2 separate regions of the Mus musculus genome follow, and region 1 is linked to region 2. The links are chromatin contacts, called in public promoter capture Hi-C maps. All regions are on one chromosome and are shown on one strand. Each heading gives the region's core, a stretch centred on a gene start, on an enhancer-like site or on the middle of the called end of the contact. The rest is flanking DNA. Distances are from core to core; before and after follow the strand shown.

Region 1 (4,767 bases), core at 1,154-3,653, 450 kb after region 2:
AGAGAGGGAGGAAGAAAAACCGCAGTATGCCCTCCCCCATTTTAATTACAGGATGCTTCTGGGCCTGCACACAGCTGATCTCTGCAGCCCGGTGCCTGAATTTCTTGCCACTCACAGTCCATTGTGCAGAGAGACCTGAAGAGACCTAGTCTTGGCTCACCTCACTGAGTGGCGGTGCCCATTTGGCCTGCCACATAAGGCAGAAGTGATCCCAGCCACTCCCTGGAACCATGCGTGAGAGGTCTCACAGTCACAGGGTTGGGTCTTTGACGCAGGTTCCAGTGTCCTACTGAGCTCATGAAAAAAGGCCCTGCACAGCAGAGAGAGAGAGGGAGAGGGAGAGGGAGAGATCCATGCATTTAACTTATTTAGTCTAAGCCAGGGAAGACTGTAAAACTCTTACAAAAATGTTTGTTTTGACAGACAAGGGTTGTCATGCTATTAGGTGACAATTTTTTGTTTTGTTTTGTTTTGAGACAGGGTTTCTCTGTGTAGCCCTATCCTAGAACTCACTCTGTAGACCAGGCTGGCCTTGAACTCAGAAATCCACCTGCCTCTGCCTTCCAAGTGCAGGGATTAAAGGCTTGCGCCACCACTGCCCAGCCTGGATAGCCCAATCTTTTTTTTTTTTTTTTTTAATTTTTTTTTATTAGGTATTTTCCTCGTTTACATTTTCAATGCTATCCCAAAGGTCCCCCATACCCACCCCCCCAATCCCCTACCCACCCACTCCCCCTTTTTGGCCTTGGCGTTCCCCTGTACTGGGGCATCTAAAGTTGGCAAGTCCAATGGGCCTCTCTTTGCAGTGATGGCCGACTAGGCCATCTTTTGATGCATATGCAGCTAGAGACAAGAGCTCCGGGGTACTGGTTAGTTCATATTGTTGTTCCACCTATAGGGTTGCAGTTCCCTTTAGCTCCTTGGGTAATATCTCTAGCTCCTGCATTGGGGGCCGTGTGACCCATCCAATAGCTGACTGTGATCATCCACTTCTGTATTTGCTAGGCCCCGGCATAGTCTCACAAGAGAGAGCTATATCTGGGTCCTTTCAGCAAAATCTTGCTAGTGTGTGCAATGGTGTCAGCGTTTGGAAGCTGATTATGGGATGGATTCCTGCATATGGCAATCACTAGATGGTCCATCTTTTTGTCACAGCTCCAAATTTTGTCTCTGTAACTCCTTCCATGGGTGTTTTGTTCCCATTTCTAGGATGGGGTAAAGTGTCCACACTTTGGTCTTCCTTCTTCTTGAATTTCATGCGTTTAGCAAGTTGTATCTTATATCTTGGGTATCCTAAGTTTCTGGGCTAATATCCACTTATCAGTGAGTACATATTGTTCGAGTTCCTTTGTGATTGGGTTACCTCACTCAGGATGATGATAGCCCAATCTTATGGAATCATTTTCTCAATTGAGGTTCCCTCCTCTCAGATGACTACAGCTGTGTCAGAGTGACATAAAAACCATACAGTTCACCACTCCTGCCTCTCTTTCTGACTATGGCTGCTGGACATCAAACCCCAAGCCTTGTGCATGAGCTACGTGACCATGAAGTCTGCATTTTTCCTTTTTCTTCTCTCTCTCTCTCTCTCTCTCTCCCTCTCTCTCTCTCTCTCTCCTTTCTCTCTTTCTCCTTTCTTGTTAGTAACTTTATTATGATTATTTTTAAACTGACAAAATAAAGTATGTTTTTATCATTTATATCTTGAATGTACATGTACACACACACAGTGTAGTTACCTAACCTATATATGGGCTGTATTATAGAGAAAGCAAATGATAGTACTCTTACTTTGTTTTTCAATTCAAATCGATTCCTTATAATGAAAGCATACCCCCTCCTCTATTTCTTTCTTTCTTCCTGATTTGCATATTTTTTTTGTGTGTGGCAAGGTAATCCTTTATGATGACTTGTTTAGACTAGAGTCTTTTATTTACATAGTATTTTTTCTCCTTTCGAGAAAAGGAGATGCACCCCACTAGAATGTTACCTGTGCCCAACAACTCCAATTATCCCCAGATGTGCTTTTCCAAAACTGTACCGGGGCGTCTACAGTGTGCCCCTCAGGCCACCCCAAGCCTGAACCGATTCCCGACCCTGTCCACGCGTGTTGACTGCAGGCATTGGTAGAGGTGGGCTAACAGTTCAGTCTCCCTCTCTCATGCAGGTGACTACATTTCCTGAAGTCCTTGCACTTAGCTGTAAGTTCCAGCCCAGGGGATATGACTGGCAGTGATACACCGTCTGAGTCTAACCTCGTCTAGCCCTGCCTCCCACACTCCTCAACCCACGCTGTGTTTTCCCTTGGCTTGACAAGCAAAACTTGTGTAAGATGACAGAGCCACGAGACAGAGTGGCTCTGCATCTGATCACTACGTGGAGGAAAGCCAGCTGCAACTCAGTTCCTTGCTTAAAAACTCACACAAGCTACAACTGCTACTACAGGGTCTGAACCATTCTTCCCGTCAGTGTGGTTTTTGTTAGTGGTGGTTTGTTTGGTTGGTTGTTGGTTGGTTTCACTTTTTATTATAGTAGCTAGTAATGGAGCCTAGGGGTTCTGCAGACTGTCATAAGATTTTATATAAAAGTAATCACCGTGCCAAGCCAGATCCCTGCATGTAAAAATAAGCTCTAAGATGTAGGTTTTACCGTAGACTACGTTTTACTTATTTATTTATAAGTGCGTTTACTTTCACTTTATGCTTATGAATGTTTTGCTCATACGTTGGTATGAGCACCAGGTAAATGCCTGGTGCCCCTGAACATCAGAAGCGGGAGTTGGATGCCCGGGGAGTGGAGTTACAGATGGCTGTGAGCCACCATCACGTGGGTGCTGGCAACTGAATGGGAGTCCTCTGCAAGAATAGGTATTTTTACCACTGAGACATCTCCAGCTCCTGTAGACTAGGTTTTGTTTCACTTAGCCTATACAATATACCAAAAGCTTAGGAAAAGGAAACCAAAAAAAAAAAACTCGTTTAAAAAAATATGGAAATATCATTCAGCCGATGTCTCTATGACTCAAGGGAAGCTGCCACAGTTTAACTTCAGGGAAATGGTGGTCCTGCCAAACCCCGCTGAGTAGCTGTTCCATGAGCGCATAGTGTGAGTTACAGGCTTACTTAGAGGCATTTCTGAGGTTTTCTTTGACAATCAAATTGGAGAAAATTGATGTCGTTAGATAGACTCATTTATATTTAATAGCAAATAAGGACCGTTTTCCTTTAAGACTTTTTATTTATTTATTTATTATTATTATTTTTTTTTTTTTCGAGACAGGGTTTCTCTGTATAGTCCTGGCTGTCCTGGAACTCACCCTGTAGACCAGGCTGGCCTCGAACTCAGAAACCCGACTGCCTCTGCCTCCCGAGTGCTGGGATTAAAGGCGTGTGCCACCACACCCGGCTTCCTTTAAGACTTTTGCTTACTTAGTTTGTGTGGATGCTTGCCTCCTTGTTTGTCTGTGCACCACACGTATGTATGCTTGGGGCCTGAGGAGGCTAGAAGAGGGCAGTGGATCTCCTGGAACTGGAGGTAGAGATGTACAGCTGTGAGACTGCATGTGGGTAAGAAGAATTGAACCTGTATCCTCTGGAAGAGCAACCAGGGCTCTTTTTTTTTTCCATTTTTTATTAGGTATTTAGCTCATTTACATTTCCAATGCTATACCAAAAGTCCCCCATACCCACCCACCCCCACTCCCCTACATACCCACTCCCCCTTTTTGGCCCTGACGTTCCCCTGTACTAGGGCATACAGAGTTTACGTGTCCAATGCAACCAGGGCTCTTAACTGCTGGACTATCGCTCCAGCCCAGTATCATGTTTTTAACCAATTATGTGACTTCTTAATTTTGTGATTACATTCTACTATAATTTGACCGTAGACTTAATTACAGCTGAAACACCTCGTTTAAATGTTAAAATATACAAGAACGTACATTTGCTTTGTCTATACTTAAGAACTACAACCAAGGGTTTAATATCAAGAGCGTAAGTTAAGCCTGAAGTCAAACATGAAGAAATTTAAGTCCCAATACTAACCTAAGGTCAATTAAATAACTAATTTATAATAATGCCTAAGGTATTAGGCATCAAATGTAACTTAAGATCACCCAGTTAAAGACCTAATGCTACATAAAAGTACTTTTCTGACTACTGAAAAGCAGTCACGCTGATTGGTCACCATAGGAATCATAGCTATGTATGGCCCTTCTGGAAACCCTTCTTGGTGATCACAGAAGTTGCTTGGACCAAAGACATGAGCAGCAGCTTACTGAAAACATGCCTCAGGGCTCCCTTACCACCATTGCTCCTACCCTTTTCTTTTCAGGACCCCTGGGAGCTCACCTGACTCCCACATCTGTTCAGTTTAGCCTCTTCTCTTCCACATCTGCTCACAAATATCCCCATACGGCCCCTTAAATTATCTCTCTAAAATTGCTTTCCACTCTATACCTGTAGCTCTTTTGCTCAAAATTCCTTCCATGTATTTTCATCAGTCTTATGGTAACAACATGAACAGTGTTTGGCCTGTCACACCCCACACAACAGCAACCATCCTGGTACCTGCTCCAGTTCCTTCCTCCCCCCAACCCATCTTCTCTCCTTAGTTTAAATATCCCAACTTCTTTCCCTGATGCATTTAAGCTTCATGTCCTTGCCCCAAATACTTTCCTTCCAGCTCTTTTCCATGGCTAGCATGTTTCTCTTTGGGTCTCGGATTACCCCTCGCTTCACCCAGTTATCCTCTTACCCTGCTTATTTC
Region 2 (4,852 bases), core at 1,320-3,819:
AGCCTAATCATAGGTAATTATACCTAATCATAGGTAAATAAAATAGGTGTTTCAAACAGATACTTTAAAATATGATTACACAAGAAGCTAGGGAAGCAGTGTCTCCATATAAGTGTTTCCTCCTTGGTGAATTAAAGCAGGATTTGTAAGTTGTAAGCAAGTTCTTAAACCAAAGAAGTAGTACAACAGAGAAGAAGAAATACGCCATATAACTATTTATCTTTCCTTCCTAAATGGTCCAATCTGCCAGACCAGCAATGCTTATGTAAAGGGCACTGAGGGAAGTACTATAATACTTCCATTGTTCTAAAACTTTCTTATGAAAGAGTTTATGACTCCAGAAATATGGAGCAGTAACATTTAATCCGTCAGTACAAGAACTACACCATCCATAGTTTTATATGATGGTTCAGAATAATGGAAAAATGTGTAAGTCCTATCTCAAGACACATGGAAATAATAGTAAGTTAAAATTTTGGCGTCCATAAAGTGTAATTAGGAGACAGCTATGCTCATCTGCCTTAATTATCTTGCCTATAGTTGTAGGGTTCAGCAGCTATGGCGGAGACTAACAGCTCTCTACAGAAAGACTGCCTGCCATCCATGACCTGAAATTATCAATATTCTCATAACTAAGAAGTGAAAACTCAAATCACTTTTTTTTTGGGGGGGGGGGCTGTGTTAAAGGTCCCTGGTTCAAAAAAAGCAAGATAATTTAAATACTAAAGATGTTTAACTCCAGAAAACATACTTTTTTTTTTTTCCTTTCCTTGAGACAGGGTCTCTCTATGTAGCTCTGGCTGGCCTGGTACTTGCTATGTAGAGCAAGCTGACCTTGATACAGTTCTGCATGCCTCTGCCTCCTAAGTGCTGGGATTAATAGGCATAAGCCATATCATGGTGTTTTGTTTTGTTTTGTTTAAGACACCCATAATGAAAAGGTCTGCAAATGTAATTCTTGAAAATAATTACTAATCAAAGTAGAAAAGTCTAAGTTTGGATACTATAAAACATAGATGACTTTGGTCTGTAATACCACTTTAGAAGCACATTTCAACTTTTAAAACCAATCCTTGTAACCATGATTTCCACTTACATTTCAGTTTACCATAAGATCAAAACATTTCTTCTACAATTCTTCATTTTCCAGGATGAAACTTCATTGATTAGGAATGTCAACGTTCCCAGGTAATATAAATATTCATGGTACGCAGCTACTTTAAACTATCCTAAGAATTCAAATCATATCACGCCATTAACTAGAAACCTGGCCCACTGATCATCCAGCACCCCCTTTGTGGAGAATCTGTTACCTTCCACGGCATTTGTTTCTGGGTGGAGAATATCCCCCAGAAGAGTCAGTCTGGAGTTATCCTTTTGTTTTCCAGTTACATTTTAGGGGGACTATTACTGTCATACCTGAAAGCTTGGACATAGCAGGAAGTAGCAGGTGAGTAATCGTTAAGATGACTCTATGTAAGGAGGTATAGAAACTGTATTTCATTAGGATAAAAAAGTGCAACACACCCAAATGTAACAACGTATGTGCTGGCAAGAAGTCTAAATCTGTAAACAACCCTTGCGGGTACCGATCTGCCTGCTGCATCTTTTAAGTGTTCATTTGTCAATCGCCCTACTTTTCCTATTACCCTCTTCCCGGATGCTACAGGACTTATCTGATATGGGACAATCCACCACCACAGAAAACTTACATGGCGCCTGATGTTAAATGTCAAATCCCCTCCCCCAAAGATAAATAATTTCACATCCACGCAAAAGGATATTCTTTAAATGCTTGTCCAACATTTATTTAGACTTAAAGCCAGTGCTCATTGGGGAAATGGTGAAAAAACAAAAACAAACAAACAAAATTAAAAAAAAAAAAAAAAGCGACGTTGTCGCCAGGCATGAGGGCACAGACCACTAATCCCAGCGCTTGTAAAACTGAGGCAGGAAAATCTCCCCGAGTTTGAAGCCAACGTGGGCTATAGAATGAGACCATGTAGTGTTGGTTCCTGCTTTAAAAATAAATAAATACAAAATCGTCACCGCCTTTTGGCCTGTCCTAGCCACAGTGCTATAGAATAAAACCTCAGCCTTGGGGCCAGCTTACGTAAAACCTGAAAGGACAGCCACCACAGCCCTGGCCAGACGGCTCGCCATCGGGAGGAGCAGCGCGCGCCCTCAAGCCCAGGGCTCCGAACCACAGCCTCGCTCCAGGCAGGGACCTGGCCGGCGCCCGGGCGGCTCACTGCACCGGTGTGCGGGTGCAGCCCGCTGCCGCTCCCTGCAGGGAGGGCTCGGCCCCCAGAGCCGGCCCGGCCAGCACACCCCGGGCCGCCGTTCCCTAGCGACCGCCCGCAGCCCGGCCTCACCTCTCGCCGGAGCCATGGTGCCGAGAGAGTCTGCGGAACTGACGCCCCTGCGGCCATAGAGACGCACCGGCCTAGAGAGCCCGCCGCACCACACGCGCGAGGAGGAAGCGGGGGCTACGGCGGAAGCCGCGCGGCGTGCGGAGCGACAAGTCTGGGAGACTCGGTCCTGCGGGGGCTCGGAAAACCGCAGCTTCCGGTCGACCGAGGGGGGGCGGAGTCAAGGTGGCCGAGCGTTTCCTTCTAGAGACCAGCCCCTCCGAGAGGATGGGCCCCGCAAGAAGGATTCTGAAATGCTCTCGATTATTCCTTTGTGTGAAGACCGTTAGAGAGGCTCCGAGAACTCGGACTTTTATAACTTTCAACTCCATCACGGCCTTCCATGGTTACCTCTTGGATAAATTTAGTATATATTACATACTGCTCGGAAGTACTGTGTCTGTCTTCATCATCCTTACTGTCACTGTCTAGCTTAACTTGGTAACTTCAGGCAGCAAAAAGACCTCAGAAAAATTAGATTGTATTAACAGGCACTTCAACCGCTCTAATGGTTACTGTGACTAGAGGATGTTATTAGAAAATAACCCCGGGTGGAACAACATTATGAACTAACCAGTACCCCGGAGCTCTTGACTCTAGCTGCATATGTATCAAAAGATGGCCTAATCGGCCATCACTGGAAAGAGAGGCCCATTGGACACGTAAACTTTATATGCCCCAGTACAGGGGAACGCCAGGGCCAAAAAGGGGGAGTGGGTGGGTAGGGGAGTGGGGGTGGGTGGGTATGGGGGACTTTTGGTATAGCATTGGAAATGTAAATGAGCTAAATACCTAATAAAAAATGGAAAAGGAAAAAAAAAAAACTATACCTCTAAAAAGTTGGAATTCTCAGGACCTGAAAACCCAACTGCTTATGAGCCAAATAAGGCCGCAGAGTGGGAAGTGGGAAGCGCTTAAGCCACAGCGGGCTCTGAGGCAGACAACAGAGCATAAAAGGATCAAGCTGGAATGCCAGCCAGTCTTATCAGACATTCTGATTTTTTTCAATGAGCCCAAAATTCAAATATAAATATCAATTCTCTGGCTTTTAAAAGGCAGCATATGAATGTAGGCTTCACTTGTTCCAGATAGCAAGGCTCATGATATAGAAATCTGTTATCACTAAATAGCAATGAAGCAGAGCGTTGTGTTTCAGAGTGTCAGGGCTTAACATTTTGTAGGGTTTTAGAAGCAGCCTCTATTCCAGTGATAAGCATACTACTATCTAGCTGGCATTGCAATGTCAATCTTAATGCTGTAAACTTTGTCTAAAATATAAAACAAATACGCGGACAGAGTTTTACTTGTCAATTTTAATAAAACGAAAAATGTACTACAGAAACTGCTTTTAGATTTGCATAACAGTCAGGCAGGATACGGTGCCCTAGTGCACAGTCACACAACCAGTGACTGTGCCAGCCCCGCAAATGAGCTTTATACACGCACAGCACTTTAAACCCTCCATCCGTGCCACTAAGGAGCAGCTTCCTGTAAACGTCCATCTCTAGGTTTCGTCCACCGCTCTGGTTAAGTTCACCTTCACCCCATAGGTTGTTTTGCTTTGTCCCCCACGAAGGCCAGCTATGAAAATCTGGGGCCTGGGCACTCGGCTGCTGCCTTCTCTCTTGGACTGGGTGCTAGCCTCTTTCAAAGGGTACACCTGTGAGGTGTTATCTCTTCTCATGTGGCTAAGGTCAGTCTGGACGGAGTGAGTAATTTTCTGGCGCAAATTAGCCTAGGTAGAAAGAGAACATAGGGAATAATGTTTCTCTAAAAAAATGTAAAAAATCAGGCATTTAGTTAATGTTTGCCTATTAACTTTCCATTTCACAAATAAATAATGCATTTTTCTATGATGGTGAGGATGGATGATGACAGGGAGGCTGAGGGTGGGGAGGAGGGTGGGGAGGAGGGGGAGGAGGAGGATGTGTATGGTATGATTGCAGGCATGTGCATGCCGTGGTGTGAATGTGGAAGAGAGAGGAAAACCCCTGGTATTAATTCTCTCCTTTTATGGCAGGTTCTGGGGAGTGAACTTATCAGCTTGCATGGCAAAAATTAATCAAGAACAGAATAAACTTAAGAATCCTTTACAAAGTGGGAAAACCTGTGACATGCTGAGACTGAGCTGAAGAGAAATGCACACGACTGGGTTGCGACGGTCCAATATGAGAAAGTGACGATTTATAGTGGGTTTTTAGAATGAGCGTCACACTATGCTGACAATATGAAAATCTGTTTCCAGCTTACTCGTTTTTCATCTTGCTTACTTCTGTTCATGGATAACTGGAAAACATGAGACTAGACAGATTGCACAGGCTAGTAACCATGGAGGATGGGGACTAGATGCCATAACTCCGTGGTCTCAAGGCGACTACCTCGTGGAAAGCCCTAAATTCATCCTCAGCCCCACAAAGAAAGCAGAGGAGATAAGAAATAAT

What was found. Promoter capture Hi-C pulls out the DNA fragments that hold promoters and counts their contacts.
Region 1: a contact with region 2 is called in a promoter capture Hi-C map of pre-B cells, with 2.1 times the contacts expected there. The contact joins the enhancer-like site here to the promoter of Slc35a1 in region 2. A contact is called at or near these places in 4 of 39 promoter capture datasets (the C10 cell line, embryonic stem cells, pre-B cells and 1 more) and 1 of 9 other capture datasets (liver).

Annotation. Positions count from the first base shown.
Region 1 is chr4:35,138,173-35,142,939 of GRCm38.p6, forward strand. The region is part of intron 1 of Mob3b (MOB kinase activator 3B); the gene reads right to left. Among named protein-coding and RNA genes, the nearest start is that of Ifnk, 11 kb to the right of the region's middle. Within about 2 kb of position 2,404, at least 66 of the 459 cell types and tissues checked have an H3K27ac peak or open chromatin away from gene starts, as enhancers often do. A contact at or near this core is called in pre-B cells, where this site is marked.
Region 2 is chr4:34,684,869-34,689,720 of GRCm38.p6, forward strand. Slc35a1 (solute carrier family 35 (CMP-sialic acid transporter), member 1) reads right to left here and starts at 2,570. Exons shown (of 8, transcript NM_011895.3): 1 at 2,376-2,570. The coding sequence starts at 2,391. Cfap206 (cilia and flagella associated protein 206) reads right to left here. Exons shown (of 13, transcript NM_001347062.1): 13 at 3,706-4,146. The coding sequence ends at 3,916.